Linked DNA regions of Zea mays: region 2 is linked to region 1. The links are chromatin contacts, called in public Hi-C maps. All regions are on one chromosome and are shown on one strand. The core of a region is the stretch at or near the end of the contact, and the rest is flanking DNA. Distances in the headings are between cores, read along the strand shown. Region 1 holds the start of LOC100217173. Region 2 holds the start of LOC103641936 (probable purine permease 11).

Region 1 (5,440 bases), core at 2,073-4,572:
ACGGTGAACCGCTCATGTGCGTCTCACAAGGCTCGAATAAGTTTATTTTTTTATTATTTTGTTCTTTTCTTCTTACCCTTTTTTCTATTGTATCTTTTCGCTTTATTCCAGTTTATTTTTCTTTGTGTTACTACGATTAATCATTTGATTACTTATTTTTATTATTTATGTTCCACTTTTTCCTTTTTTTATATTCGATGAGATACATATGAATTTTGTGTTGTGTACACATGACATTTTCTATGATTATTTTCCCAGTACTATTGAGATGTTTAGGTTGTTCAGATGCCGTCTATGTGATGTTTGTTTTTTATTTTTCTTGATTATATATTTTTTCTTGTTGAAGCAGTATAAATATGAAGCTAGCTGTATGATGTATCTCAAGATATTATTTACATATTCTATGATGTGATACACGTTACGTATATATATGAGCCTAATATGAAATCCCCACCATACGAATTCGGATCCTATTTAAACGTTGGATTCACGAAACGTTGAGCGTTTTTTTTTTTTTTTGGTCTAGATGATACGCCCGGGTTTTGGACTTGTCGTGTTTAGCGACCTGTAGTCTGGAGCTCCAGTACCTGTACCAACAAGACCTTGTACGGAACAGTTGTGCATCATCGCATGGACGCTGCACTAGTGCACTCTGCCTACCTAAATGAGACTGGTGGTAAGCTAAAACACGACTGCGAAGCGTGAAATCTAGTACGTAGTACGCACATCACATGTGTCGGGGCTCCGCCGGAATCGTTGCACCGAACCATACGAGCGGACCGCCGGCCGATGGTCGTTGGCTCGCGGCCAAAAGCAACGCCCGTGTCGTGGCTTTGATTGCAACAACAGCGACGCTATGCACTCCTGCTAGGCGCAATGAACTGTTGTATCGTGCACGCAAAAGATCAAGATATGTAGGCGCTCAGCACTACTACAGTAAAAACATACATCTCCGACGGTCTCCTTATATCCGTCGGACATATATATTTGTCGATCCGAGAGCCTTTGGGAGCCGTCTGATATAACGGCTTATCTCCGACGGCTTGTCTGACAGCCGTCAGATATAAGTACAACCGTCGGAGATAAGCGATTTTAACACGCTAGTCAGGCAGCGCCGTTTCATTTCCATCTTCACCGCGCTCACCCCTATCGCCTGCCCTGCCCGCCGCCGCGCTGCCCCCTGCCGCCGTGGCCCTGCCTTCCGTCGTCAACCGTCGCCGTCCAGCGCCACCGCCTGCCCTGTCCGACACCGTCAACCGTCGTCGCCCACCACCGCCGCCCCAGCACCTGCCCCGACGCCGACGGCTCCGACTCATCCCCTACCCCGCCGGACCAGCCCCGCCCACGCCAGCGTCCGCCCCGCCGCCGAACCGCTAAGTGAGTATTTTAATTTTTTCAGTATAATTTTGTCAATGTATATATTGTTTTCTAGTTGTATTTTTCAGTATTAAAATTTTTGTATGTTTAATATTGTTTAGCTTGTTATGTCCGACGGACGAAATTTGATTATGTAATAAATTTAATTTGTTTTAGTTTACTTAGTGGTATTTAGATAATTTAAATTTTTAATTTCCCATGGTTTTTATTATGCCCTCGAAAATAAGTTTATTTTATATAATTTGGCACTCGTGACAAATTTATTTCGTATATATTATTGTGGTAGTTTATTAGTTGAACTCGTGACATTGTTTTAGTTTACTTAGTAGTAGTTACCGTCGGAGATAAACGGGTGTCGTCAGAAATAAACTATGTCCGACGGTTTCGGCCGTCGGAAATTTTGTGTTTTACCGTAGTGCAGGCATCAATTTCGCTTGAATTAATCTGGAAGGGAGGATGAAGACCACACGCAGGGTTAAGTCACACTCACATTGTCACTTGCCGGCCGTCATACTGAACTGTACGGCAAAACCACACGCACTGCAGTGTAAGACGGATGACACGGCCACATCTTCAGGACAGTTATACTACAATATCCATCCAACATGCAAGGACATTCTCGTATCGTATCCGCTTTCCTTGCCGCCTCCATCCATCCATCCATCCATCCATCATTCCATCCATGTCTCCTCGTACGTGTTCCCAAATGCGAACTCCGAGGATATCCATGAACGCTCTCACTAGTCACTGGTGAGACCTGAACTAGCTCGACTACGTTTACACCCCGGCGATCCAGCGGTACATCACCATGAACGCCGTCTCCTCCTCATCGCCGGACCCCGGCGCCGCCGACATCGCCGCGGCCTCGGCGTCCCATAGCCACGGCTCTTCCTGCCGTTGCTGGCTCTGCAGCCCCTGGCTCCAGCGCGAGCTCCACCGCTCCGAGAACGTGTAGGCGGACGATGCCAGCCGGTCCACGTACTCCCGCAGCCACCCGCGCGAGGACCCTACCGTCTCTCGCGGAGGCGGTGGCGACAACGACAGCGGCGGCCCCTCCTCGACCGAAGGCGGCTTATCCTCTTTGACGGTGCTGGCGATGATGCGCGCGACGCGGGATACCACGGCTTCCACCTCCTCGTCGATCTGGTAGTCGAAGGAGCCGAGCGAGTAGGTGCGGCTGTTCCTCTGCCCGCCACCGCGGTTGCTGACGGTGCCCATCTCGACGAGGAAGCTCGGTCCGGACCGGCCCCTGGCCCTCGGCGTCGGCGTCGGCGGCTGCTGCGCGGCGCCGGCGGCGTGCATGTCGGAGCGCGAGGGGTGCGGCGGGAGCGCGACGGCGGAGCGGCAGAGCGGGCAGGACGGCGCGGTGCGCAGCCAGGCGTCGACGCAGGCGGCGTGGAACGCGTGGCGGCACGCGGGCAGCAGCCGCAGCTCGGCGTCGGGCGCGAACGGCGACAGGCAGACGGCGCAGTCGGGCGAGCTGCCGGGGAGCGACGCGAGCGCCGACGCCATCGTGAACAGCGGCAGCGAGTCGATCAGCCGCTGCTTCTCGTCGCCCGCCGCCGCCTCCTCCTTCCCCCGCGCGTCGACTGGCGCCACGGCAGCGGCAGGCCTCGCCACGGACGCGTCCGCCGCCCTGCTCCCCGGCGCGTCGCGGTGGGTCTGCGGGGGCGGAGGTCGAGACGTCGACGTGGAGGAGGAGGAGCGGTCGGAGAGGAAGCGGAGCAGGAGGTGGATGGAGACGGAGGCGAGGAACACGAAGGCGAGCAGCGATGCGATGATCGTGAACGAGGGGAGGAAGGACGTGGACGCGGAGTAGGGGGAGGTGCCACGGATTGCACCGGCGGGGGGCGGCTGCTGTATAGACGGGAAGGAGGAGGAGGAGGAGGAGGACATGGCGAGCGAGGCTAGCCTATCCACCTAGACAGACAGCAGCGACGATGGGGTGCCGGCGTGCCGCGGCTTTTATTCGCGCGGATCTTCGGAAACAAAGCCTACAGCTGCCGGAACGGAGGATCGATGTCAGCAGCCGTGTAATAAAGCAACCCAAGCCTGCACTCCGCAACTGCACAACTACAATGCTGATTGCGTAAAACTGATCTCTACTCTCTCTTAACAGCTACTCCTACTCATATGTATCGACGAGCGTTGATTGCAGTACATGGAGGCAACGCAGAACAATCGATCTATCTTACTGCATGCATGATGTAATGCCACCAAATATTTGTTTCCGTGTGTAATACAAGTGTATACTCTGTAAAACACGTCGTGTGGCATTTCTGGAAACGAGTGGGAGGTCAGGTGTCCGTCATTAGCTAGCTCTGCGTTTAGTCACTTGGATACACCGACATGTACACAGGCCGTGCAGATGAGAGTGGTGCTGATTTTTGTACCGACCATAGTGATCAGTGGATTAGCAGTACTGGTAGTTGACAACTGATAGAAGGAATCAAAACTGTTCTGTACGACATGGGACGTCAGAGCCCTGTTTGAGACCTGAGAGCCAAGTATCAGTATTCTTGTTCTGAAAGCAAGCCAACCAGTTTCAGAGTTAACTGACGAGTGATGACTGACAGTCTGCTAAATCCATATGCCTCTGTAGTCTGTACGGAGCACGGAGCTCACAGGACAAGGCGGAGGTGTCTTTCGTTTCATCAGCGCGCGAAAGATCAAGAGGCCCCCCGTCCGTGCCTTTTAATCCAAAGCAAGGAATGGCGGAAAGAGGTTGCTTGCTTGGCTTGCACACTTAGCATGCGCACGGGTCGGGTTCCTCGATTGGTTGCTTGTCCGGTCTCACCTCCCTCGTCGTGGCTATAGCTAGCTAAGTGGAGTGGAGAGCCGGGAGGGGTGTAAAGGACCGGCGCTTTGGTGAGGAGTTCCTGCCTCACAGGACAATGAGTATCGTGAGAGCCTTTTATGCTCATTATCCATAGAAAGATTAGTGGATAGCAACTTTAGTAGAATTGTTGTTTACTGAAGTGGCTGTCTCTAGTGTGGTTTCTTTCGACGTCCTGATTATAGACTTAGCATATGATACTAAGTAACATTTGATGATGTGAACCATCTATTCTAGATTCATCATAACAAAGACGTATGTTGCTATCTAGATCCTTTTCATTTCTCTGGTATAAAATTCTCCTCTTTGAGTAATTATTCAGTATCTCACTAGATGGACATTTCTCCATGCTTACCCTGTAGGTTATACGTCTTTTTTAAGCTGCTCCAAAGATCCAATGAATTGTTGACAATCCCTCGCTACAATCCCAGGCCCCATTCGATAGGCGAACATCTAAGACAAGCCAGCCCAAGATCGAATGGATCATGGGTTGTCACGCAGGCAGGTTACAAACAACTCTTTCACCATCAAAGTCCCGGCAAGCCGATAAACTTGAAAGACTTTCCGACGATAAAAAAACTAGAAAGACTTTCTTGTTTGATGGGTGTTGGTGTTTTCAACGGAAAACAGCTTCCCAACATGCACTTCCATGACAAACTGCCTATATCAAAAGTAGAGGGGAGAGTAGTCAAAACCGCAATGTTTCGTGTACCTGTTGTCATCTATAGTCCTGTACTCCTGTCGAGGATAAAGACAAGGGTACCATGGTCAGTTGTTAGGTATAGCCAAAGATCCAAACATCCATCTAATTTTTAGCTGCAGACAACAGGTAGTCCTAGCCGATCCAATCAAAGCCACAGCAACGATTCTAGTAAACATGACTTATTCAGAATACAATATTCACCTGCCATTTAAAAAAAAATACAGCAGCATTTACGTTACTGCCCCCTGAATAAAAATGGATTCAAAGTTTCATACATGAAGCAGGCTGTCACGAAAGAAGCTAAAGCAGCAGAACAGCAGACAGCTATGAACAATGTTCCTAACATATTTACATTCCTATATTGCAAGTAAGCCTCATCATCCGAAGTTCTGAACATTACAATCTTCTCAGTGCGTAAGGAACAGAAGAAGTCCTGAGTTGGATAATAATTTATGAAGCTTAGGAGATTTCATTCTTGTCACCTTTCATCGTTCCAGAGGAAGACGGTTCCCCACTGGAAGCCG
Region 2 (5,484 bases), core at 2,968-5,467, 170 kb before region 1:
TCATGTCTTATCATTTACATCTTAAGGTGTCGTTTGGTTCACATATTGATAACGTAATGAGTAACCCATAACGTTAAATCATATTTGTTTAAGTCTAATCATAATTGATACCACACTACAAATGGATATCGTCTTATTCAAATTTGTTACCGCCGGTATTCAAGTGTGAATCGTTACCATTACCATTTACGTTACATTTCGTGAACCAAACGGCAGATCCGGAACCCAGCATGACAATTCTAACCAGATATGATATGTTTTCCATCAGGACTGACTGAACGATGCCTCCAGTGTTGAATTGGTTCCAGAATTCTGGATTGGAGGAAGAAGATGTTACAGAATTCTGATAAACAAAATGACCATGCCCAAGGTAGTTTGTTCTCTAATTTTACATGGATGTCTGGAATCCACCATCCCATGAGTAATAGAAAACTAGTAGGTAACGGGGGTTTTACTGTTTCAGTTGCAGCAATAATACAAGTGATTCCAAGAGTTTTAACAAGGAACAAGTAATAAGAGGGGAAAATCCAAAATAGCTTTGCTCGGTTAAAACTGCAGTTGGTTTAGTTTGGCATAAACAGGTAGTGAAGCAGAATCTGAAGTTTAACTCGTGCCACGTAAGTGTGTACAGCACCATTAGTTTTACCTGTAATTTTTCAGCCCGTCGATCCTATAAGAGAACAGTATGGTCAAGTGAACCAGAGAGAAAATTTTCTTTCTCAGAGCAAAATGGTATGCAGACAGCCCTGGACAAAACAAAGCATTAAATTGAGTGGATAGACTCAGATTAGTCGGCATCAGGATGGATAGATTCAGGTTAGTCGCTGCAAGCGAATCCGCAATAAGGTGTTGTTTGATTCAGACCTTGTTAAGGGAATGGTAATGGTTACTAGTTATAATTGGATTCGATAGTATTACTAGAAAGAGCTCAACCAAACAAAAGTATCGGTATCCATTACCTCATGTAATATATTTACGTTATATTTCGGTGAGCCAAACACCACCTAAATTGCTTCACTGGGCTGAAGGAGGAGCGGCAGGAAGAGAGCGGAGGGACCAGCAGACATCTGCTTGGCTGCACTACCATACAACTCTTGAGGGCTATTTGGTTTGGATCCAAACCTGTGAGTCTCACCTCACCATGGCTACCATTTTGATTGTTGCCAAAATTGGTGTGCGCTGTAGTAGTGTCTGTCCACCAGTTCATTTCCAAAATAGTGGATGAGGTGCAAATGGCCATGAAACTGGTGCAGTGGTGCCACCAAATTGGTTGCATTAAGGTCCTCTTTGGAACCTCTAAAATTAATAGTTAGCTACTAAAAATTAGTTGTTAGGTTCCAAATACCATCGGCTAATATCATAATTAATTGTTAGCTACCTCACAGCTAACAATTAGTTTATTAGTTGATTCAATCCAGCTAATAATTTATTAGCTAATTAATTATTAGCTCTAGAGGTTTTAAACAGAACCTTCATGCTGAGTTTTTGTATTAGGTAGCTTCACTGAATCACATATTCACAGTTCCCATTCGCACTGTTGCCTTCCCAACTATAAAATCTACATAAAGAAAGGGGTGCCCCTTGCTATATTATAGACTTCTAGTAAGAGACAATAAATGGAAATTGAGTCCACATGTCAAAATCACAAATGCAGCAAGTTTTGGCATCACTACTGCAGTCCAAACACGCCACTATTTTGTCCAAATTTAGTGAATAGTTTGCAGGGTTGACCAAACCGGTTCCCTTCCAAAAACCGGTAGGGACCAATCGGATCGCGATAAATCGGTAGAAATTCACATCCAAACCAATTTTTAAATTGAAACGGCTCGAAACCGATTAATTGGTCGATAAGACCGATAAATTTGTCATTGAATCGATCGGTATAAACCGACCAAATTCACATCCAAACCAATTTTTAAATTAAAACGGCATAAAAATTGTTAATCGGTCGATAAGACCGATAAGTTGGTCATTGAATTGATAAATAGTTATCATGTGTGAAGAAACCAAACTACTTGTCATTTGGCAAATAAAGTACATTGAGGTCACAAATTTAAACAAAAGATGGCCTGCATGTTATCACAAGTTAAAAGATTAGAAGTTGGAAGAAAATCCTCAAAACCTAACTACTAGAGGCCACCGATTTATCTCTACCTTGGACCGATTAATCGGCTAGCAGGGGCGGCTAATCAATAAAATTGACCAATTTTTATTTTTTCGAAACTTGTTTGATTTTTAGTTTGAAATCTCTAGCGTGTTTTCAAAATTAGTCTCAGTGGAAAGTCTAAAAACAATCCATAGTATTTATAGGAAAATTGATATAAAATTTATAAAATATCCTAAATTCAAATGGATAAACCAGTGATACGGTCAAACCTGTCGGAACGGATTACGGATTAATAGGCCGGTTAGCCGGATTTATGGAAGGGTTTGGTGACCTTGACACGCAAGTAGCGGAGAACTAGTACTATACTTCTGTCAACAAAGAACTGAACTAAACTTAGTATTTTCCACTGGCATCGGCAGGGACTTCCGTAGAGCAATTAAAGTAGTTTTGCGATGTGACAGTGGCAGAAAAAAAAACAAGCACTATTCTACGGAGATTTTTGCAGCTTGGTATTGTTCGTCAGATTTCTCGGTTATCCTCTTAGCCTTGGCACGGTCGTCGAGGTAGTGCTGATACACGTAGGACAGGAGCCCCCACACTGCTATGAGCATGGCCATGAGCTTCACCCCGTCCATCCGGTCGCCGAGGAAGATCACGGCGAGGACCGGCGACAGCGGCGTGCCCACCGTGCTGATCACGTTGGTGAACAATGATGACACCGCCGCGACCAGCCCCATGAGGCCCATCGTGCACAGCTGCCACGAGACGGCCGTCGACGCCAGCGTCATCGCGTACGCCACCTCCCCCTTCTTGTACGCCTCCATCTCCCCGGCGATGGTGCGCCACTCCCCGGAGGCGAAGAGCCCGGCCACAGACACGCACGCCGCCGCGGTGTTGCTCCAGAACTGCATCTCCAGCACGGTGTGGAGCGCGTCGCTCTTCAGCACCTCGTCGAAGGTCAGCTGCGTCAGGGACAGGATCAGGGAGAAGAGCGCCGACGCCGACAGCGTGAGCGCGAACCCCGCCGGGAACTTCCCCTTCGGGATGCTGCTTCCGGTCTCGTCCGAGCCGTGGTTCACGCCGACGAGCGCGGCTGAGAACGTCAGCAGCACGACGGAGTTGAGGACGAGCGCCCGGAACTTCTCCTTGTTCAGGAAGTAGGCGAAGACGGCGTTGAACGAGACCTGGCTCGCGCAGATGATGGAATATGTTGACATGGGCAGGTACAGGAGGCCGTACGAGTACATGAGGTTGTCGGCGGCGAGGAGGACGCCCAGGCCGGCGTAGATGGCGGCGAGCTTGACGAGTGGCGGCCGGCTAGCCGCCACGGCGGAGGAGGACGTCGGCCTGACCCGGAACCGGAAGTAGAGGAGCAGCGGGATGGCGAGCGGTGTGCCGCAGGACTGCACCACCGTCTGCATCCACAGGCTGTTGCCACCCTGGTCGTAGTAGATCCTGCCGAGGAGCGTGGCCACGCTCTGTCCGCCGAGGATGAACACGACGTTGATAAGGACCACCGCCCACCACGCGAGCCGTTTCGACAGCGGCGGCCGCGGCGCCTCCGTTGCAGGGCCAGGGCATGCTCCACCGCTCTCTGCTCTCTGTCCATGATCGTCTCCGGCTTCTTGGCATCGGATCCCTGCATGCCCGCTCCATAATTTCAGCTGTTTGACATGACACTGCTGTCTCGCTAATTCATTGCAGTATCTGGTAATACTAAAAAACAGACCTGCGATTTGCAGCTGAATCTCACCAGCGTCACCCATCTTGGATTGCAATTGCAACCAAGATGTGTATGCTGCAAATACTGAAACTACAAAAGGACAGGCAACCGTCGCCGTCCTGCCTATAAACGAACTGATCTTACGTGCCTACTGGTTCTTCTCCCGTGTGAATTCCTCGATAAATGGATCGGCAAGAACTCGATATTTAGAATAGACAGCACGTGGCGCAAGAGTCAAAATTTGCTGTCGACATTTCCATCACTCATTCATGAGCTGCGAGACTAGATGACAGATACTCCGTATTTCATTTCACATGGTTCAGTGTCCTCTAGCTCACAAAAGAAAGTAAAATTCAACGATGTCTGCAAAAGATTCCGAAGGAGAAGGGAGAATGACGTCGATCGCATGCGAATATCCAGACGGAAGCAAACTTATCAGTGCGGCCTGTCGACTGTGTGGCTTTCCAATTATTGAGCTGCAACTGCAACTAGATAAGGTGGGAGTACGTGTCCCTTGTGCGTTAGTTTCGTATCGTAACTCCTTCGTTTTAACTTCGTTTTAATTCTAAATTGACTCGTTCCAGTTACATTAGTTTCGTATAAGTATTTATTATGCAGTAACAATATTAATTAATTAATTGGCAAAGGTTGTGTGGTTATTTCTTTCTCACCAGCACGATCAAAGCATATAAAAAAGAAAACAGATAATTAGTAGATGGACATGTGACTAAATCCGAAGCAGACTACAGAACCGCTTCTCTAGCCAGCTGCAGAATTTTTTTCTAAACCTTGCTAGTGAAGAGGCGATAATGTGGACAGGGAAAGTTCCGTTTTTTTTCTTTTAGAATGCGCATGGGAGGATGGTAAAGTCTAAAAATACTTCAGAACTGGTAGTGATAAAGTATTATTGTCGGTTATTGGCTCTACCGACAATAATAGCACAACCGGTGGACTATCAATATCTTAGACTAGCAATGACAGACATAGTGCTATCGCTGGCGGTTCAAGTTACAAAACAACAGCGATAATTCACATATTATTGTTGGTTTGTGGCTTCAATCAATAGTGATAACTATTTTGCATTTAAAAAAGTATATGTTATTTTTCATGTGAGATTAGATGAAAATAAATTTTATATAAAAATTATTGAGTTAAAGATATCTAAAATTCTATAGTCGATAACTTCTAAATTTGAAATGGTTTACGAGTCTAAATACTTAATATGATTGCTTGGACCAGACTTAACATGATTAGCAACATGGAATGGAGACAATGTCAACATCAAAGTTGTACTACTCAACAAGATCTACAACTTTGTTGTTAATAACCTTTTCATTCAAGATTGTTTTGAATATCAAATATACAATGATTAGAAAATATGTAGTTAACAAAATAGCCTCAATTGCAGTCGTATGTGTCGCGTAGACCAGTTGGTATGTGCACGCGAAGAAACGTGAACATTGAGATCACAAGTTTGAATCCAAAAAAACATATTGTCGTTGGTATGCGACACAAAGGTTGCACATTTGTAATGTATAATGTTTTTATGCACTTTATGATTTTGTATCGCTCATGACGGTAGACTTGCAGAGACTTACCGTTAGTTATTAAAGATGTAACCTATAAACGGTCACTAAAGACGTTTAGCGATTTA

Evidence for each region. A called contact is a pair of places that touch in the nucleus more often than the background predicts.
Region 2: a Hi-C map of ear shows a contact between it and region 1, with 3 times the contacts expected there. The contact joins the promoter of LOC103641936 here to the promoter of LOC100217173 in region 1. A contact is called at or near these places in 5 of 25 Hi-C or Micro-C datasets (ear, endosperm, leaf and 2 more).

Annotation. Positions count from the first base shown.
Region 1 is chr10:137,777,676-137,783,115 of Zm-B73-REFERENCE-NAM-5.0, reverse strand. It overlaps LOC100217173, which reads right to left and starts at 3,322. Exons shown (of 1, transcript NM_001362653.1): 1 at 1,996-3,322. The coding sequence starts at 3,273. The coding sequence ends at 2,155. It overlaps LOC100275350, which reads right to left. Exons shown (of 5, transcript NM_001151968.2): 4 at 5,399-5,440; 5 at 4,541-4,951. The coding sequence ends at 4,932.
Region 2 is chr10:137,947,338-137,952,821 of Zm-B73-REFERENCE-NAM-5.0, reverse strand. It overlaps LOC103641936 (probable purine permease 11), which reads right to left and starts at 4,217. Exons shown (of 2, transcript XM_008665237.4): 1 at 3,837-4,217; 2 at 2,390-3,746. The coding sequence starts at 3,873. The coding sequence ends at 2,590.